2 separate regions of the Mus musculus genome follow, and region 2 is linked to region 1. A link is a contact called in public HiChIP or PLAC-seq data. All regions are on one chromosome and are shown on one strand. Each heading gives the region's core, a stretch centred on a gene start, on an enhancer-like site or on the middle of the called end of the contact. The rest is flanking DNA. Distances are from core to core; before and after follow the strand shown.

The links. HiChIP or PLAC-seq counts read pairs in DNA pulled down with a chosen protein or histone mark.
Region 2: a contact with region 1 is called in an H3K27ac HiChIP or PLAC-seq map of SST interneurons, with 9 times the contacts expected there. The contact joins two enhancer-like sites. A contact is called at or near these places in 2 of 484 Hi-C or Micro-C datasets (both in cortical neurons) and 3 of 115 datasets of contacts at active chromatin or transcription factors (SST interneurons, astrocytes and stem cell-derived neural progenitor cells).

Annotation. Positions count from the first base shown.
Region 1 is chr12:105,852,694-105,855,877 of GRCm38.p6, reverse strand. No RefSeq gene overlaps it. Among named protein-coding and RNA genes, the nearest start is that of Gm19554, 45 kb to the left of the region's middle. Within about 2 kb of position 1,872, at least 17 of the 459 cell types and tissues checked have an H3K27ac peak or open chromatin away from gene starts, as enhancers often do. A contact at or near this core is called in SST interneurons and cortical neurons, where this site is marked.
Region 2 is chr12:107,919,443-107,922,487 of GRCm38.p6, reverse strand. All of the region lies in intron 3 of Bcl11b (B cell leukemia/lymphoma 11B), which reads left to right. Among named protein-coding and RNA genes, the nearest start is that of Bcl11b, 82 kb to the left of the region's middle. Within about 2 kb of position 1,532, at least 45 of the 459 cell types and tissues checked have an H3K27ac peak or open chromatin away from gene starts, as enhancers often do. A contact at or near this core is called in SST interneurons and cortical neurons, where this site is marked.

The sequences.
Region 1 (3,184 bases), core at 623-3,122:
AAATGCACACTATATACATATATATGTATGTATATATTTACACATAGACACACATATATGCATACATATCCATCTTTCTAACTCTCCTGAAATAGAAATTAAGGGAACCCTTTATCCAGGCAGCCTCTCTCCCCATCTGCAGCTTTGGAACATGGAACAGGATTCCAGACGCAGAGCCCACCAAACTCTACTCTCAGTACATTTTCTCTTCACATCTAAGAGGCCTTGGTCCAGAATGAAATGTAGAATTAAAAGGAGGGAATGAGGCTGGGAATGGGGCTCAGTTGGTAGAGTGCTTGCCTAACACACACGAGTGAGTGCTGGCTTAAGCCTCTAGCATTGCATAAGCCAGGTGTGGTTGCACATCTGTAATCCCAACTCCCAGGAGATAGAGGCAGGAGGATCAGGTTTCTTTGTCATCCTTGGCTACAAGTTTTGAGGCTGGCCTAGGAAAGTGAGACCTTATCTGAAAATTAAATACAGAGGACGCTGTCCAAGGTCCTTCGTTGTTTCCGTCTGCGGGTGCAAGACAGGAAGCTCCTGAGCTGGAAGCCAGCCTGAGCTACCAAAGGAGTCCTAATATCCAAGTAAAAGGACTTCAGCCGGTTGGTTTTAAAAACAAACGTTCATAAAAGGCACTTACTCCCCCTCAGCTCTGCAGTCTCTGGCTGACACACAGGCCCCTGGCTACCCTGACTTCTCACTAGTGTTTTTATCCCTAAGGCTCAAGGCAGGTGGACCCCTCTCCACCATGGGGGCATGGCTGTGGGGCCTCCCCTGCAGACTGGGTCAGTACCCTCCTTCCCCAAGCAGGCAAGGAGAGACAAGAGGAGATACTCCTGGTATCCCCTGGTGAGCACAGCTCTTTCTTCAGGACAAGCTGCAGCGGCTTGCTATTATCTCTACTTTATTTAGGTATGGGCCACATCTGCCTGTCCCTGGGCTGAGGAGGGGACAACGGGAGAGGTGAGGCACCATGCCAGTTGCAGCCACCTGGCGAGCAGGGCAGATTCCTTTGTATGCTGCTCATTAGTTGAGCCTACTGAGTCCCCATTCCAGGGCTAACAGTGACACCTGCAGTTTAACCAGCCACATGTCACACTGCAGGACAGTAGCCCAGGAGGTGATGGAGAAGTCTCGGGCCATCTATTGACTTCCTGGAGCCTGGCGGAACCTTCTCACCATTAGCCCCAGGGACGTGGGAAGAAGAGACTCAGCTAGATCTTCCTGCAGGAGCCAGAGACACAGTCACCAGGACCCTGGCTGTATCTAGAGTCTTCAAAAGCACTGACCCATACCTGTTGCAGCCACCAAGCTGGGGTTGACTTAATTTGAAGATCAGAAATCAGACTGCCAGTTACCATGGCAGCTACCCGGGGTAGTCATCCATTGGCAGTGGCTCCTGCATGGTCCTCTCTCACTCAGCACACCGAGATCACCAAATCAGATGGCCCAGGGGACTGAGGACCACAGAGGGCAAACAGTGTGGCTGGCCTAGGTTGTCCAGGGTCGTGGATCCCTGCCCTAGCCTCTGACCATAGAAACAGGGCACAAGTGGGTCACTCGGCTCTTGGCCAGGTGTCAACCTTCCTTGTAAGACCATCATAGGGGGCTGCACATGGCTTCTCTACAGATTGTCTCCTTGATATATCCCTTTGCTTTACACACACACACACACACACACACACACACCCCACACCCCAGAAGGTAGCAGGTCAGAAGTGAACTACTTTCATCTTTCTGAACCCCCACAGCTCCTAAGGTGTGGCTTCAGCAGCCCAAGCTCCGTTTCTCCTCTCTCTGTACACTGCCTGCGAGTCTGAGAGCCAGAACATACAGAAAAATGAAGTGAGTCAAAGATTTCTTTATAACTTTTCTCAATATTCTGCTGATTGCCAGCTCGATAGCAGATGTGCTATGGTTAATGATGCATAGACAAGCAGCAGCCCTAATCCCTAAATGAACTTCGTATCACTAAATATATAAAGGGGAAGCTATACAAACTCAATTTAGCTCTCTGCTCTTCTAGTTTTCCCTTCGAGGAGTGAAAGGAGAGGGTGGGTGGGTGTCTAGGAGACCCAGGGACGACAGAGAAGATGGAGGAGGCCATAGGCTAGCCTACCACACCACCCAACACCCACATACTAATAAGCACTCTACCCCACATCTCCACCATAGCACAGAAAGGAACGGTTCTATACGCTCATTGGCCACGGAAGCTCAAGTCACACCAGCTCTTTCCTGGTCCCCCCTCAAGGGCTCCAGTGACACCCTCCCCCCTACACTGCCCTTTCCTCCTAATCTCAGCTTCTGCATACCTGGGCAGGGTTCAGCAAGGCTTAGAAACGGATACTTATAATGCCAAAGGGTTCGTTCACATCGGTGCTAGGCATTCCCAGTGGGCCGTGTGTTGGACCACAACCACAGAGAGGCGTGGGTCCAAGTGCCGATAAACACCAGTGGGAACTCCTCTCCATCACCCATCCAGGAGAGAGGGCAGAAGGAAAAGCAAGCCCAATGGCTCGGGTCAGGGGCCGGGCCGGTCAGGAGCTAGAAGGCAAGCTGATGGTGGCCTCGGGATGAGCTGACCTTCACCCCCCAGCAAGCGAAGACCACCATCATCCGAGAGCTTCCGCAGCCATGCTGAGATGGTGACCAGGAGAGTTGGGTTTGGATTCCATATTCAGAGACCCCCCTCGCCGCCAGAGGCCTGACCAACTCATTTTAAATAGCTGTGGAGCCCAGGTGGCCTGCTAATCTCATCGGAAACTCAAGGAAGCAGCAAGAGGCACGATGGGAAAGTGTATGCACATCCCCTACCCACTGGAGCCAAGGGCCAGCTTATGCATATGCAATGTGGGCCCACTCATAAGGCTTTTCCATTAGCAGAGTGGAGAAGCCGTGGCCAGGCTGGGAGAATCTGCATTTCACCTTACGCTGCACACAGCTGGGTTCAGATTGGCACCAGTGCTAATATGCAAATGAGGTTGTATCTGTATGCATCAGGACTCCCCGAGAAGCCAGGAGGGACCAGGGTCCTTCTCTAACCAGCAAAGACAGGAATGGGTCATTCCAGGGGGGCAGTTAGCTGGTAAGCCATACACGTGGAACAGGGGTCATTGCCATGGGGGTGGGGAGACACTAGTCTTTCTCAGAATGGTCTCCTAGGGGAAAGAATTACCAA
Region 2 (3,045 bases), core at 283-2,782, 2.1 Mb before region 1:
CCCAGAAGAAAGCATCAGATCTGCTAGATCTGAACTTACAGACAGATAGCTGTGACCTGCTGCGCGGATGCTGGGAACGGAACCAGCGTCCTATGAAAGAGCAATCAATGCTCTTCACCGCTGAGCCACCTCTCCAGCCCCATGGGGAGGGGGACAGTTTTTAAGTGAACATGAGATGTACTTGTCACCTGAATAATGGTTGTACTGGTTGTCATCATGAAACTGTGGAGAGAGCACTCTTAGCAGTTATAGGGGGTGTGCGTCTCAGGGGTTGGGGTGGGGTTTAAGTGATGAAGCAAGACAAGACCAGCCTTCTGTTTGGGTTCGGGGTGAGGAGGATCACTGTGAGACACCCAGGGGTACCAATTACTGTCCCAGGTTCAGCCACCTCACTGCCATGTGGTCCCTTCACTAGGTCTCCCAAGCAGCATATGTCACCAATATGCTTTTTGGCTCTGTAAAATGACTCCCGTATTCCACCCTAGAGTGAATGCCTGCCACAGGGTAGACATAATGGGAGACTGTCCAGGGACAATCAGTGGCCTTCCATGAGAGGGCACTGTCAACATGGAACCATTGACAATGTGACACACGCAGGGAGGCCTGGGAAGGTGGTGATGGCACGGTGATTCTCTAAACTGCTGTCCCCGTGGTCTAGCATGATCATGTGATCATGATCCTCACTTGGCTTCCCTCAGAGGTGTTAGTGAACAAGGGTGACATGAGCTGAGGTAGCGATAATGCTGAGTGAGCCGTGCAGTGCTTTGTGGTTTACTGAGGAGCCCGGGCGGCCCAGACCAGTTCCCCTGCTTGATCAGAGGTGTCCTTTAACATTTGCTGCTTTTGAGTCAAGCTACATTACTCTTCTTCCAGGCCTTAAACCAAAAGGCATCCCTGAAACACTCAGAGCCACATACAAGGATGGGTAACAAACCCGCAGTATATAACACCTACTGCCACATTTATACAGCAGTGAGCGGTGGATAGAGGGAGGACCTCACAGTCCCCAGGCCAAGTAGGAAGCAAGGCTCAGAGAGGTGACATCTCATGTTTGGCTACACCCTTTAGAGATCAAGTTCCAAGTGTTCAGTGATGCTCCTATGGGGGGTGGGGAGTCTTGTCAGAAGAGATCTGGGGTAGGAGTCTGCGTTTGAAACTCCTCAGACAACATACTGAAAGAACAAAGAAGGCTCAGTGTGTGTTCTAAAGATCTATGAAAGTAAGGAGGGAGGAAGCAAGAAAAGACACCGCAGGGCCCTCTCTGGGTTCTGAGCTGCCCCGTGTGATTTAGTGAGACAAACGCAACTGACATTTCTAGGTCTGTAGGCCAGGATTGGTGCTTCTGAAGTCATTTGGACCCAGCAGTTAGCATCATTAGCTGCAGCCGCTACAGCAGTGTAAGGCTAGTGGACCCTGTCCCAGCCATTAGCAAAGCAGCCACCGCCCACTGCAGGGCACGCACTGGGCCACCTGCGTGCAGGTATCTCTCTGAGTTCGATGCAGCAAGGACGGGTTTGGGATGAGCTAAGCAAGCCCTGAGTCTGACGCAACCTGCTGTCTAAGGCTCTTCTTGTCTAAAAGCAAGCCATCTGTGCCTGTGCTGTGTCTATAAAATACTTATTCAGTTCCTGAATAGAAAGACGTTCCAAGTGGCTCGCCAGAGACTCTCTGACGTTGTTTAGTTCTTAAAAGTGAGCAGCCCCATACTCAGGGCTATTTGTAGGCGAGAGAGAGCCATGAGGTCGTCACATGTAAACGAACATTTTATTTTAAAAAAGAAGGGGGTGGCTGGAAAGAGAGTTGTCAAGGGAGGGCCTTCAAGGGCTGGGGGATTTATTTTTTCTTTCTGTCAGGTACTGGGGGAGGCTGCTGCCTATAGTGAGTGAAGCCTAGAGTTCTGTAGAGGGACACTTAGGGGCTCTGATGAAGATAGCTCTCACCCCAGGGTGACAAGTGGCCCTGAAATCTGACCGGACAAGTAGTCAGCCCCCTTTCTCCTCACAGTTTAACTATGGAGGTGACATCTGGGTTCTAGAGCATGCAGGTCAGAATATGTGTGCCCTTCTCTCTGCTTTTCTAAAACATGGAATCGGTTATGGCTACCTAGTTACATAGTCTGCTTTGGACTTCGGTATTTGTTGGATAGAACAGTCTAGAAAAACATGTGGCCACCAGATAAAGAGACAGGAAGTACTTCAGAGCAACTCAAGGAAATGGAGATGCTGAGAAGAGATGGGCCCCAACTTAAGAACACCCCAGATCTCAGCAACCATCCTCTGTAAATCCATTACTTAGAATGGCTGGGGCCCAGAGAAGGGTACAGAAACACCTTTAATTTGATATGTGACCTCCTAGGACATGGTACTTCATTTGTGTTGATAGCTCCAATGTGTCTGAAAGGGACTTGTATTTACCTTCTTAAGAAACACATACACACACACACACACACACACACACACACACACACACACACACACACGATGTGAGGAAGAGTCTGAACCTGTCTTCTGGCCAGCATTAGCTAATAAGCTGAGTATGGAGCAGTCAGGGCTTTGGAGAGGCACGGCTCCTGTTAGCCTAACAGTCTAGTCACAAGCATCGTGGCTACCCAGACCTTGTGAAACCAGGCTAGAACAGAAGATTCTCGCTAGAGGTCATGTTGCCCAACACAGACCCACCCAGACAGGCTGGGACAGCTGGCGAGAGCAGTAGCCTCTGTTCTCCCAGACTGTTTCTGTTTGTTGTCGTTTTGTTTAGTTCTGCTGGAGGGTCTGGTGTGGAGGACTGTACCAAGGGCCTCATATGCTAGGCAAGCCCTGTATCCTGAGCTCTCTGGTGGCAGTTTAAAGGATGGAGTAAGGCCTGGAGAGACGGCTTTCTGTAAAGGAATGCTGTGCAGGTTCGAGAACCCGAGTTCCAACCCTAGGATGCACATAAGAAACAAGGAATGGTGTCATTTACTCCTATTCTTAGGATGCGGGATGTGGGAGAGGACCTCCAGGACACACTGGCCAGCCGGTCCAGCCTAGTCTGTGGGCTCCAGGT